2 separate regions of the Sus scrofa genome follow, and region 1 is linked to region 2. The links are chromatin contacts, called in public Hi-C maps. All regions are on one chromosome and are shown on one strand. Each heading gives the region's core, a stretch centred on a gene start, on an enhancer-like site or on the middle of the called end of the contact. The rest is flanking DNA. Distances are from core to core; before and after follow the strand shown. Region 1 overlaps DERL1 (derlin 1). Region 2 holds the start of TBC1D31 (TBC1 domain family member 31).

Region 1 (6,752 bases), core at 3,368-5,867, 44 kb after region 2:
TCCATTTATAGTTATTACAGACTGTTGGCTGTAACGCCTGGGTTGTACAGTACATCTCTGAGCCTGTCGTATACCCAGTGATTCATACTCCCCCAACTCCCCCACCCTATACTGCTCCTCCCCCTGCCCCCCAATCATTAGTTTGTTCTCGATGTCTGTGAATCGGCTTCTTGTTCATTATGTTCATTAGTTTGTTATAGTTTTTAGATTGTTAAGATTGTTGTTACTATTATTTTGGCTGCCCATGGCATGTGGAAGTTCCTGGGCCAGGGATCAAACCCGCGCCACGGTAGTGATATTGGATCCTCAACCCACTGTGCCACCAGGGAACTCCTGTTAGGATTATTTTTAAAAACTGGACTGTATGTCATGTAATTGTGATGGGGTGCGGAGGGGAGGAAAGTAACTGAGGTAGAGGGACCGTACAGTCGTTAGTTTCCTTCCTCTGCCCCTCTTCTGTTCTTGCAGCCGAAGGCACGGGGATCATCCTTTGAAGGGAGAGCTGGGGCCCTGGTGATCATTCTGCTCAGTCATAAGACAGAGCCCAGTATGTGGTGTAGGGACAAGAACACTGAACTAGTAGTTAGCTTTCACTCTGCTTCTGAAAGCCATGTGACTTGGGTCATGTCACTTCATTTCCTCATCTGTGACAAGGGGGCGTAGGTCTTTCCATTCTCCCTCACAGATGTAGCAGGAGGGTGATGAGTCAAGGCCGTGGAAAGGTTTGGCTGTCCCCAGCTCTCCCCACCATCGTTTTCCTTTGCCAGCTTGTAAGCTTCCGCAAGATGGAGACTGAGTCTTCTCAGTAAGCCTTGTGCTGGACTAAGTGGTAATTGTGTGTGTGTGTGTGTGTGTGTGTGTGTGTGTGTGTTCAGTAATAACAGCCTCTGAGCAGAGTCATGTGGAGGAGGCACAGTGGGAGGCAAAATGGACACGGTTCCTGGCCTGACGGACCCACGGTCTAGGGGAGGGAGATGGCGTTAACCAGGTGATCACAAACGTGTCCCCATCTCTTCTCGTGACAAGAGCTGTCCGCGGGCCGAGAGGGGCTTCAGGAGATGGGGTCTCAGTAGCTGTGGGCCTGACCATCCTCCCTTGGGGTCTCTTTCAGCTCATGCCAGTCGAACATGTTACAGACTGGAGTTCAGTTAGGAGAGCACAGATCAGAGCTCCCGCTGGGGTGCGGTGGGTTAAGAACCTGACTGTAGTGGCTCAGGTCGCAGCTGTGGCTCAGATCTGATCCCTGGCCCGGGAACTTCCATGTGCTGCAGGTGCGGCCATAAAAAAAAAAGAGAGAGAGAGAGAACACAGCCTAGCCTTGATATCCAGGTGACTTGAGTTCAGGGCTTTATTGCACACATGGTTTTAGATATTAAAACAATTTTCTTTTGCTTCAGAGGAGTGGTTTTAAAATATTCTAATTTTTTGCTTTCTCTGTAATTTTTGGAAGTATTTCTCAACATTGACATTCCATTGTTTAAAATTCTGAACCATGACATTTGGCTTATTTTTGTTTCCAGGAGCTTTCGATGGGAGGCCGGCCGACTATTTATTCATGCTCCTCTTTAACTGGATTTGCATTGTGGTATCCTTCAGTCTGTTATTTTGGGCCAGAAATAACCAGGATTTTTTGCCCCCCCCCCAGGGTTTGGGGAGATAGATAGTAATCCATATAACATTTTAAACATATAATATTTGCATCTTTGTTTAGTGCAGTTAATAATTAAGAATCATGAAAGTCCTTTTCAAAAGCAGGAGTAAATCATGGAACCCTAGTGTGATGGATTCTCCCGTCATTGCCTTTGTGGGCTTTTTGCACATTTGGTTGAGTTTTATTACCGTTCCTGCTCCTTGTTCCCAGTTCTCTGTGTTCTCGTGTGTGACAGCTTGTTGACTGCAGCACAAAGAGATTCCGTGCCATGAGACAGCTTTTGAAAGCTGTGGTCCTTATCAGAAAATTAATTTACAACCAGCCTCCTTCTCTGACTTGATTGCCGTCTTAGTCTCGGGGCCTTAAGTCGTCATTCAGGCCCCGTGGAGGTCCCCGGCCCTGGGAGAGGCCACAGCAGTCTCGCTGCTGGCGGTGCATCCCCCACACTTGTCGGCAGCCTCCTGGCTGCGACCTCTGCAGATGGTGAGAGCAGCAGAAGGGTTTGGTGGCTCAAGTCCTGTGCAGAGTTGGTGAGCCCACCATCACTCTGGGGCTCAGCTGCCATTGCAACTTGGCCAAGAGGCAGAAAAATGTGGCACTTTGGATGCCCTTTTCCCTCCTTTAGGGGAAGGAAAAGAGTTTTGGGGTCTCACCCGCGCCCTGGAGCCCCGAATGTGAGTCGAAGCATTCTTTGGTTCAGAGGGCGCAGGCACCTCCATCTCTTAGTTGAAGGAGAGATGCTAAAATGCGGTGGCAGGGCACAGGGGACGCAGGTGACCAGACGGAGTCATAGACCACAGCAGTTAATTTCTATTCTTTCTTTGTCATCGGGTAGTCGAATAGCACCTTCAGAATGAAGATTATTAGACATCTTTGTGTTCTAGGGTGTTTTAAGCAACGTAAACCATAGAAGAGTGTTTCCTTCAGAAAACTGGAATGCAGTGAACTTTTACTAGGTGCAGAATGCTTTGTTTCTGTCTGATCTTTAACTTGACAAACCAAGATTACTGGCTTAGCAATGGATATGCAGGTAAGTGTCCCTTGAAACTGTCTGTTTGCCTTTTTATGTGTTTCGAATTTACCCGCTCTTCAGCCCAAAGATGGCCTTTGATAGAAGTTTAAATCATATTAACTACATGGTTAATGATATGATATGTTGAAGATCTTACGTGAAGTCCCTAAAGCATTACTTTTCTTGTTAATTTCTGGCTTTCTTCTTATGTATGAACGTTGAGAATGATGGTTATCCAGTATTTTCTAAGCGTCTGTGGATATGTAGTTTTTGTAAAAATTGAGACTATACAGTAAGTAAAGCTTTATTGCATACTTTTTTCAAGTAACAAAGCTTGCCCCTGATACTTCTAAATCTACCCAAAATAATATAATTGTGTTGTATTTTATTACAAGATTTTAAAGCATGCATTGAATGATTAAGGGAAAGGGCCAACTTTTAATTCTGATGAGTTGAATTTCTTTCTGCGTTTTGACTGTCCATAGGTGAGTTTATTTGGAGGGGAGAGGTTAAAAAGAGAAAAAGGTAGCTTGACGCTTGGCTTGTTCTCAGTGCCGCTGGAGCCCTGTCCTTACGTGTTCCTTTCTCTTGCAGTTGCTGATGATCCCTCTGATCATGTCAGTGCTTTACGTCTGGGCCCAGCTGAACAGAGACATGATTGTATCGTTTTGGTTTGGAACAAGATTTAAGGTACTATAACCTAGCTGGCAGATTTTCCTTTTCATTAGTCTTTGCAAAAATCCCGCTCTTCAGCCCAAAGATGCACTTTCTGACACAACCAGCAGAGGTCACTGCAGAGCAGCAAACCACAGGCAAGCCCCCTCGCCCCTCCTCAGTCACCCTGCTGTTCTTTAGCCAAACCTCAGTCCTTTGCTGTTAGTTCTTGGCCCCTTAGGCCTGTGTCCCCGAGTGATCTCATGTATGTGTGTGGTAGAGGGAGGGAGGGATACTCATGTGGAACTATTTCTTTGAAAATCCATTCTTATCATTCCCTGTTATGTGGTTTACACTCTAGCCAAACAGATTTTTATTTTATTTATTTTTTTGCCTCCCAAACACTTCCCTTTGTGCCTTTGCTCACAATCTGCCCGCAACATCTTTTTGATTTTCTTCTTTATGAAAACTGTACTTTTTTTTTTTCCCCTTGGCCGCCTTTGGCATATTGAGTTCCTGGGCCAGGGATCAGATCCGAGCTGCAGTTGCAGAAACGCCTGATTCTTAACCTACTGTGCCAGGCTGGGGATTAAACCTGCGTCCCTGCGTGCCAGAGACACTGCCAATCCCGTTGTGCCACAGTGGGAACTCCAAACCGTACTCTTTTTTTTTTTTGTCTTTTTCCCTTTTCTAGGGCTACTCCCACAGCATATGGAGGTTCCCAGGCTAGGGGTCCAATCGGAGCTGTAGCCGCCAGCCTACGCCAGAGCCACAGCAACGTGGGATCCGAGCCGCGTCCGCAACCTACACCACAGCTCACGGCAACACCGGATCCTCAACCCACTGAGCAAGGCCAGGGATCGAACCCGCAACCTCATGGTTCCTAGCCAGATTCGTTAACCACTGCACCATGAGGGGAACTCCGAAACCATACTCTTTTTTTAATTTGAGTTGGGACTGAGTGTATTTCCTGCCTCATCTGTCTGTGGCATTCATCTTGCCTTTGGGCTCTTGCACTACTTTGTGTTCCTCTTAGAGCACTTACCATATTCTACCTTCAAGTTATCGACATGTGTGATATTTTTGCAACTCCCTTAGCTATTAGATTGATGTCTTGAATCTGGAAGGGATGTTGACCCAAAGTAAATAGGCTGTCAGATATTTCTCCAGCAAGAAGGTTTACTTGGGATCGACAGAGAATTGCATTTTGGAGTCTGCAGCCATGGCTGGCCACGTGTGAGTCCCTGCACACCAAGGGAAGGAGAGAGCTTTTATAGAGAGAGGAAGAGGAAGTTGGGAGGGCCGTGGTAAACAGAGCTTGTCATTGGCTGAGTCCTTGCAAGGAAAGAAGTCTGTCTTCTTCCTGTTGGGCTCTGCTTTTGGAACAGGGCGCGAGAGCTCCCCCTTCTGGTCTCCCAACTGTACTTAATTGAGGTTTCTGTTTATTAATTTTTTACAGGGGCTCCAATGTTGAATTTGTCTGGAGAGCTCTCTCATTTGGCAGAGTGGGTTTTTTTTTTTTTTTAAGTTTTATGGAAGTATAATTGATTTACAAGGTTGTGATAATTTCTGCTGTATGACAGTGATTCAGTTATATATATACACACATCCATTCTTTTTCAGAGTCCTTTCCCATATAGATTATCACAGAATATTGAGTAGAGTTCCCTGGGCTGTACAGGAAGTCTTGTACGGGAGAGTGTTAGTTCAAGATGTATAATGTGGTAAAAATTCGAAATGATTTTGTGAAGTACGTAAAAGGAGAACCTAAAAAGATGGGGGTATTTGGTAAGTTACTGGTAACAATTTGCTGGCTGGAGTCTTAGTGTGCCTCTCTTATGGACTATGTTTCTGTTAGCATCCATAGGGGACACGTCTGTTTTCTAAAGCTGTTATAATTCAGCAGGGTACGTATCACATCTGAAAACTACGGGCAAAGTACCTTGTCTTGAGTTACTAATATATAAATAAGCATAATTTTAGGTGGGAATGTTTAAGTACAACAGGAATGATGCCAGATGGATCTAAGGAATTTTTGCAGTGACTTTCCAAAAGATTTATAGACACCCTTGTTAGGATAACCGTACCCATAGCAGCCCCTTAGCAGTTGTATGGAGTTATTCATGTTTGTGTATCTTCTTTCCTAGGCCTGTTATTTACCTTGGGTTATCCTTGGATTCAACTATATCATCGGAGGCTCGTAAGTGATAATAGATTTATTGCAAACTGATCCTGGGAAGACTTTCATTATTCTTTATCTTTTTTTTTTCTAAACTTTATTAGAACTTTAAAGAGGAGTTCCTGTCGTGGCTCAGTGGTTAATGAATCCGACTAAGAACCATGAGGTTGCAGGTTCCATCCCTGGCCTTGCTCAGTGGGTTAAGGATCCGGTGTTTCCGTGAGCTGTGGTGTAGGTTGCAGATGCGGCTTGGATCCCTGTTGCTGTGGCTCTGGTGTAGGCTGGCGGCTACAGCTTTGATTCGACCCCTAGCCTGGGAACCTCCATATGCTGTGGGAGTGACCCTAGAAAAGGCAAAAGACAAAGAAAAAAAAAAAAGAACTTTAAAGAATCTCAGCATTGATGCTTTGATACCTTATCGTATTGATAATTTCATTCTGATATAATTGTTTAAAATTGCAGGACTTTAAACATATTTAACACTTTTTTTTTTCTTTTTTTTTTTTTTTTTCTTTTTTGGCCACAGCTGCAGCATGTGGAAGTTCCTGGGCCAGAGATTGAACCTGAATTTCAGTTGTGACCTGAACCACAGCTGGAGCAATGCTGGATCCTTACTGTCTGTGCCACACAGCAGCTTCCTAGCACTGAATTTTTCTTTTCTGTCTTTTTTTTTTGTTTTGGTTAGTTTGTTGTTAGAGTATATATGCTTCCATATATGTGCTTTTGAATAAATATTTCTGGATTCACTGTCCAGATAGAGCAAACATAGAGACCTAATTTCTATCCAGGCTGAGCCCTTTGTGCATAAAATTACTGTTTTTTATTCCTTTTTGTTGTTGTTGCGCCCGTGGCCTGTGGAAATTTCCAGGCCAGGGATTGAACTCAAGCCAAAATGGTTAAAGCTGGGCCCTTAACCGCTAGGCCACCAGGGAACTCCCTGTTTTTTTATTCTTAAGGCATATTCCAGAATGCCTATGGAAACTCCTCAGATCAGGTGGGGAGTAGTTTTGTCAGCGGTTTGATAGTACAGAAGTTTTGATGAAACAGGGTCAGATTTCTTATCTGGAATTAGACCTGAGACTTAAGAAAACCTTGAATGCATCCAGTCAAAATTTTAGGAGGATTTCAAGATGCAGCTATTCTAAGAACTCCTCTTTCTGACATTACACGATGTTTTTTTATGTTTTTAAAATAGATTTTCATAGTGCTAGTCCTTTTAAGATTCTGTTTAAAAATTGAAGTGTAGTTGATTGACA
Region 2 (6,724 bases), core at 367-2,866:
GGCATGGGTAGTTGGCACTCAAAAGTCTACTCATTGGTTGAGAAGCAACCAAAGGATCAACAGAATAATTACTAGAACAAGAAATACACAGAAACATAAACTCAAGTGATGCAGCGAGGGCCATGAAATCCTAAGGAATTCGAAGCGAGAAGGTTAGTCTCCGTGAAACAACTGGAACCAAGATGGTACCACTTTGGGACAAAGCCTGCCTTCAAGTCACACAGGAGCCTCAAACAGGACAGAATGAAGCGCTGGGGAGGAAGGGGTGAATACGCAGAGCACAGACAATTTTTAGGACAATGTAAATACTTTGTATGAGATCATAAAGGTGGATAATGTCATTATATGTCTGTCCGGATCTACAGAATGTAGAATACCTAGAGGGAATCCTAATGTGAAATGTGAACTCTGGGTGATAAAGATGGGTCAGTGTAGGCTCATTAATCGCAACAACTGCAGGTCTGGTGGGGGATATCCATAATGGGGAGGCTAGGCAGGTGTGGGGGCAAGGGGGTACATGGGAAATCTCCATACCTTCCTCTCAATTTTTCTGTGAACCTAAAACTATCCTAAAGAAATAAAGTCTATTAAAAAAATAAAATGGAACAGCAGCAGTGCTAGTCTTACTTGAAGGTCGCCCTACGTTGTAAATACAACTGCTCCCCCTTCCCGCCACCATCACCACCACACACGTTAATACGTAAACTCCAAGAGAACCAGCAGTTTTTTGCTCTCCAGCTGTCCCCCAGCACTTAGCTCGGCACACAGTGGGTCCTCATCAAGCCGTCGATGAATGAATGCTCGCCTGAATACAGACCATGATTCGAGGATGGATAGACGGCATTTGGAAGGGGGAGAAGTGCACTCGTCTCCTCCTCTCCCCGCATCCGTTCCTCCTGAGTTCTTTCCCAGCTGGAATACTTAACAAATATTTACTGAGTATCTACTGCGTGCCAGGAATACCACAGGGATACTGTGATAATTAAGGCAGGCAGTCCTGGCACGCATCAGAAGCACAAATTCCCTGACATAAATCAGGACCTATTACTCCACGCGGATCCCAAACAGACCCCCGCCCCTAGGACTGGGAAGGAGGTCTTTAAGGACCAAGTGGTCGGAGCAAACCAAGACTAAGGCTACCTGCATTCCCCGGGGATTCCGCGCAGGATCAGAGCCAGAACCCGAATTTCCACCTAGCCCTACGCACCCCGTCCGGAGACCCTTCCCACTAGCCCCTCAAACGCCTCTCCAAAGCCGTGGACTCGCCCGTCGCCGGCCTCCATCCCCATCCATAGCGCGCCTCCTGCCGCGGCCTTTACCCGTCCCGTGTGGCCGGGGATGGCTTCCGGTGCCATATTTTGCCGCTCTCCTTGTTGCCCAGGTCTGTGCTCTGCATGTCGCAGCCCACGCGCTGCTGCAGCCGGCCTGGCGAACAACGGTTCCGGCGCTTTCCCGGCAGGCCCTACGCTCCGGCCCGGGAAACTTGAGCGCCGGCGGCTACCGCCCCGGTCCGCCGCGGACCGTACCAACTACGGGCAGGACGCCGTCTTTCCATTTACAACTAATCGGGAGGCGGCTTCCTCCCAAACTCCGCCCAGGCGACCCTTCCCGCGCTAGACCATGGGATCGGCCAACGACCAACTCTCTCTTAGATTCCGCCCCCTTTCGCGGTCCAAAGCCTTCTGGGAATCGTAGTTTTCTGCAGGTGCAAGGCGAGAGCGAGGAACTGGCTAGGGAATTCTGTTCTCTGGGGGCCTCGCAGGGTTTTAGGCTCCCAAAGGAGGCGATAAAGTGATTTTCCCCAGTGGTCTCTGATTGCGTTTCACATTGTGTTTAGGGATTAAGGGATTGTACAGAAAACTAATAGAAGCCAGGATCCAAATGCATTTAGAATTGAAGGGTTTCTTTTAGAGAACACTTGGGTTCGAAAAGAACCTTTGTGGAGCCCACCCTTGGTCTTTTCACCATTGCTGTGAATGTTGTTTCAATTCCATAGTCTAACAAGAGATTCTTGTATTATGGCGTCCAATACCCCAGTTATACACCAGTAAAGCGATGTCTTCAACAACTTGCATTGACGCCAGAGAAATTCTTTTTTTAAAAAAATTCACTTAGAACTTTAACAGTGCTTACTAGGTATCAAACACACTTCTAAGTTCCTTAGAATTTTAATTCATTTAATCCTCAAAGCAAACCTACAACTCTAGTAGCATTACCATCGCCATTTTTACTGCTCTATGAGGTAATGTATTGGCTTCCTGACAAACTTGGTGCATAAGACGACAGAAATTTATTCATTTGCAGTTCTGGAGCTCAGAGTCTGAATCAAGGTGTTGGTTGGCCACGCCCTCCAGAGGCTCTGGTGAAGTATCTTTGCCTCCATTTTCACATCACTTTCTTTCCTTTAATCTCTATTTGAATCTCACTTTGTTTTTGCTTGTTTGTTTATTTTTGTCTTTTTGGGGCCGCACTCTTGGCATATGGAAGTTCCCAGGCTAGGGATTGAATTGGAGCTGTAGCCAATGGCCTACACCACAGCCACAGCAACTTGGGATCTGAGCCACTACTGCGACCTACACCACCAATCATGGCAGCGCTAGATCCTTAACCTACTAAGAGAGGCCAAGGATCGAACCCACATCCTCATGGATACTAGTCAGGTTCATTAACTGCTGAGCCACAACGGGAACGCCTCACTGCTTTTCTAAGAACACCTGTCACTGCAGGGTAAAAGTGAGATTTTAAATGCATATATAATGCTTTTTTAAAATATTGGAGTTCCCGTCGTGGCTCAGTGATTAACGAATCCGACTAGGAACGATGAGGTTTTGGGTTCGATCCCTGGCCTTGCTCAGTGGGTTAAGGATCCAGCGTTGCCGTGAGCTGTGGTGTAGGTTGCAGACACAGCTTGATCCCACATTGCTGTGGCTCTGGCATAGGCTAGCAGCTACAGCTCCGATTCGACCCCTAGCCTGGGAGCTTCCATATGCCGGGAGCGGCCCTTCTTGGCAAAGATAAATAAATAAAATAAAAATAGTAAAAATATATAATATCTGAAACAGATATAAATAGATAAAAGTAATATATTTTCATTGAAGAATACTTAAGAAATAAAAAAAAATATTTTGAAAGTAAAACACAATCTTACCAGCCAGGAAAAAAAAAAGAAAGAGCACCTGTCATTGGATTTTGGCCCCACCTGGAAAATCTAGGCTAACTCCTCATTTAAAGATCTCTAGGAGTTCCCGCCGTGGCGCAGTGGTTAACGAATCCGACTAGGAACCATGAGGTTGCAGGTTCAATCCCTGGCCTTGCTCAGTGGGTTTAGGACCCAGTGTTGCCATGAGCTGTGGTGTAGGTTGCAGACGCGGCTCGGATCCCGCGTTGCTGTGGCTCTGGCGTAGGCCGGTGGCTACAGCTCCAATTCGACCCCTAGCCTGGGAACCTCCATATGCCGAGGGAAGCGGCCCTAGAAAAGGCACAAAAAAAAAAAAAAAAAAATCCGTAAATTAGTTACACCTGTAAAGATCCTTGTTCCAAATAAGGTAGCAGTCACAGGTTCTGGAGATTAGGTTGTGGACATATATTTTGGGGGCCCACCATTCAATCCACTGCAGGTAGGCACTCCTGTTCTCCTCATTTTGCAGATAAGGAAACTGAATTCGTAGAGGAGCCAGGATTAAATATTTAATCTTTTCATTCCTGGTGCCGTGGAAACTGCTAAAACCGTGGCAATGGAAGGAGACAAACTGCACTCGGAGATATGGAAAAGCAAGGTTTATTCAGCACCGGTGCAGGCTCAGATGAGTCACCTCCAGGGTCTGGGCACCAGGTCTTTATTCTCAGCAACTTCTATACATTACAAGGTCTTGATTTTCTCATGTAAGCATCCCGGGCCCCACCCCACCCCCTTCCCCAAGCAGTGTTCCTCCCTAAGAAACAGAGCAAGCAAGGTTACAGAAGCAGAACTGATAAGCAATACTGGGTACATGATTAGCAGGGCTGCTGGCTTGGACATAGGGCACACAGTTGCTACATTATTATAAGAAGGGTGGTATGAGGCAAGCATAGCTGGAAAGGCTTGCAGCTGCCTTTTTAGCCAAGGGAGGGGGTTGTTCTTTAGTTAAAACTCTCATTTCACTGGTTCCTTTTTTTTTTTAACAACAGAAAAATGACTTTTTACAAAATTACCTGGCCAAAATATTTTAAAAGCTACAATTCTACCTGAAAGACAAAACTCTCACAAAAAATTTAGCAATGGAGATTTTTAAACTTTCATCAAGGGGTGACCCAGAGAGACCAGACAACTCTTGGTAACCCATTGCAGAGGAGATGACTGCATTCCTTATTTTTATTTATTGGATTTGAGAGGGTGTTAAACTATGTACATGAATGTTTGAATTATTGTTCAGAAAACTTAGGGTGTCGAGCTTATGAGCACCTAACACGAAACACAGTATATTTCCCACGTTTGGTTCCACGCTGGTAACTATACAATGTTTTTATCAACAGCAGAGACAAATCTGCTGAATGATTTCCTTAACTACTCTAGTTTAACCTGCCAGGCTTTTAGGGCGTTCCCATTGTGCCTCGGTGGGTTGAGAACCTGACTAGTATCCACGAGGATGTGGGTTCGATCCTTGGCCTCACTGAGTGGGTTAAGGACCTGGTGTTGCCCCAAGTTGCAGTGTAGGGCACAGATGAGCCTTGGATCTGGTGTTGCTGTGGCTGTGGCATAGACTGGCAGCTGCAGCTCTGATTTCACCTCTAGCCAGGGAACTACCATATGCTCCAGGTGCAGCCTTAAAAAAAAAAAAGTATAAAAATGTTTTTTTGTTAAAGTATATTTGATTTACAAAGTTGTGCCAATTTCTGCTGTACATCAAGTGACCCTGTCATACATATATATACATTCCCTTTCTTGTGTTATCTTCCATCATAATCTGTCCCAAGAAATTGGATAGAGTTCCCTGTGCAATGCAATAGAAACACACTGCTTCTCCATTCTAAATGTAGCCGTTCACATCTAGGGCTGTTTGTTTTCTTACTATTGACTTTTGACTGTTCTTGACCTGTTCTGAATATCATATTTATGTTGTGCAAATCTGTTTTTATCATATTTATGTTGTGCAAATATGTTTTTCCCAGTTTGCGTCTTGTTTTTTCATTCTCTTAACAATGTCTTTGAATGAGTAGAAACTATTAATATGGATGAAGCGTTGACCAATTCAGTCGCTGTGGAAGGAATCCAAACAGGCAAGAGGTAGATGACAAGGACATGGTGACATATCGTGTAGGAAAGCTGACACTGCCTAGGAAAGAGTTCTGTTTCATCAGTTAAACAGCATTGTGTGTCATGCTGTGAACTGACACAAACCCAGGCCATGTGTTTCCACTTCCTAGACCACTTTTTGGCCTTGTAAGGAAAGGGGTTAGGAGGCCCAAAGCCATTACAGGTGGACTCTGACATAGGGTGCCTCCGCTCGCCCTTTAATCATGAGTCACAACAGAAAAGAAAAATCAAAGGGAGGTGCTCCAAGTCGCTTCGATAAATATTCATGCCTAGAGGTTCTCATAAAACATACATGAAAGCCACCAAGCATAGTATTTGATTTGGAATCACAAGGGTTTGGCACCTACAGCTGAAAAGGAACAGTATCAAAACAGAGGGGAAATGGGATGTTGATCTTGACAGGCAGCAAGATCATTCCCAGGGACAGTGAGAAACTGTTCACATGACTAGAGTCTCTACAAGGCCTCCTCTGGATGAAGGGAAGGAGGAGACCAGAGGGAAGCTGCCTATTCCATGGCAGAATGGGCCGTGGCTGCAGGTTTCCCATCCTTACGGCCCTTCCACGTGGCCAGGAGAGGAAGAGGGTGTGAAATCTTGGCCTCTGTCCTGTCCAAAGCTGTCCTAAAAAGCAAGGACAGCCTAGAGCCACCTCTGCCTGAATTGCAACAGCATAATGTCCCATCATTTTATAATTCCCCCGCCCCTCCCCCTCCCTTTTTTTTTTTTGCTTTTTAGGGCTGCACTTGTGGCATATGAAAGGTCCAGGCTAGGGGTCGAATCTGAGCTGCAGCTGCCAGCCTACACCACAGCCACAGCAACACCAGATCCAAGCTGCCTCTTTGACCTATGCTTAACCCACTGAGTGAGGCCAGGGATGAATCGGACCTGTGTCCTTGTGGGTGCTAGTCAGGTTCATGACTGCTGAGGCATGATGGGAACTCCTGTAATTCCCCATTTGGGGCAGGTGGGTTTTAAAAAATTATATGCAAAAGTTATGCCAGAGAAATTAATATCTAAGTGTGTTATTGTAGGCACTGATATAAGCCAGCTTGGGACGCTTCGACTGGGAAACTTAAACCTTCCAAATTATGCTCTTGCAGGAAGGGGCCTAAGGCCTCCCTGGGCAGAGGGCTGTGGAGTCAGAGGATGATGGGAATATCTCCCAAAGCAAAGAAGAACTCGTCTTGATTCACAGATTCCTAATAACATTTGTGGCCTCAGAGGACAGATTATCAATCTTGGATGACAGGATGCCCATAAACCATGAGTAAAATGCCCCTAATTGCTGTAAGGGAGGAAGGCAAACTCATTGAGCTAAGCGTTTTCTGTCCACTGACATGTTTTAGGGCAGCGTGGCATCCTTCCTCCAGCGCCTGCCCTGGGCAGTGCATGGAGAGGGGACACTTGGCCGAGTGATTTCAGCAAGAAATC

The links. Hi-C and Micro-C count contacts between places; a contact is called where the count stands out from the background.
Region 1: a contact with region 2 is called in a Hi-C map of skeletal muscle, with 3 times the contacts expected there. The contact joins the enhancer-like site here to the promoter of TBC1D31 in region 2. A contact is called at or near these places in 3 of 47 Hi-C or Micro-C datasets (heart right ventricle, liver and skeletal muscle) and 1 of 2 datasets of contacts at active chromatin or transcription factors (alveolar macrophages).

The regions. Positions count from the first base shown.
Region 1 is chr4:16,327,439-16,334,190 of Sscrofa11.1, forward strand. DERL1 (derlin 1) reads left to right here. Exons shown (of 8, transcript NM_001244479.1): 3 at 1,521-1,585; 4 at 2,655-2,681; 5 at 3,258-3,353; 6 at 5,465-5,517. Among named protein-coding and RNA genes, the nearest start is that of DERL1, 20 kb to the left of the region's middle. Within about 2 kb of position 4,618, at least 17 of the 83 cell types and tissues checked have an H3K27ac peak or open chromatin away from gene starts, as enhancers often do. A contact at or near this core is called in alveolar macrophages and skeletal muscle, where this site is marked.
Region 2 is chr4:16,286,193-16,292,916 of Sscrofa11.1, forward strand. It overlaps TBC1D31 (TBC1 domain family member 31), which reads right to left and starts at 1,617. Exons shown (of 20, transcript XM_021088972.1): 1 at 1,320-1,617.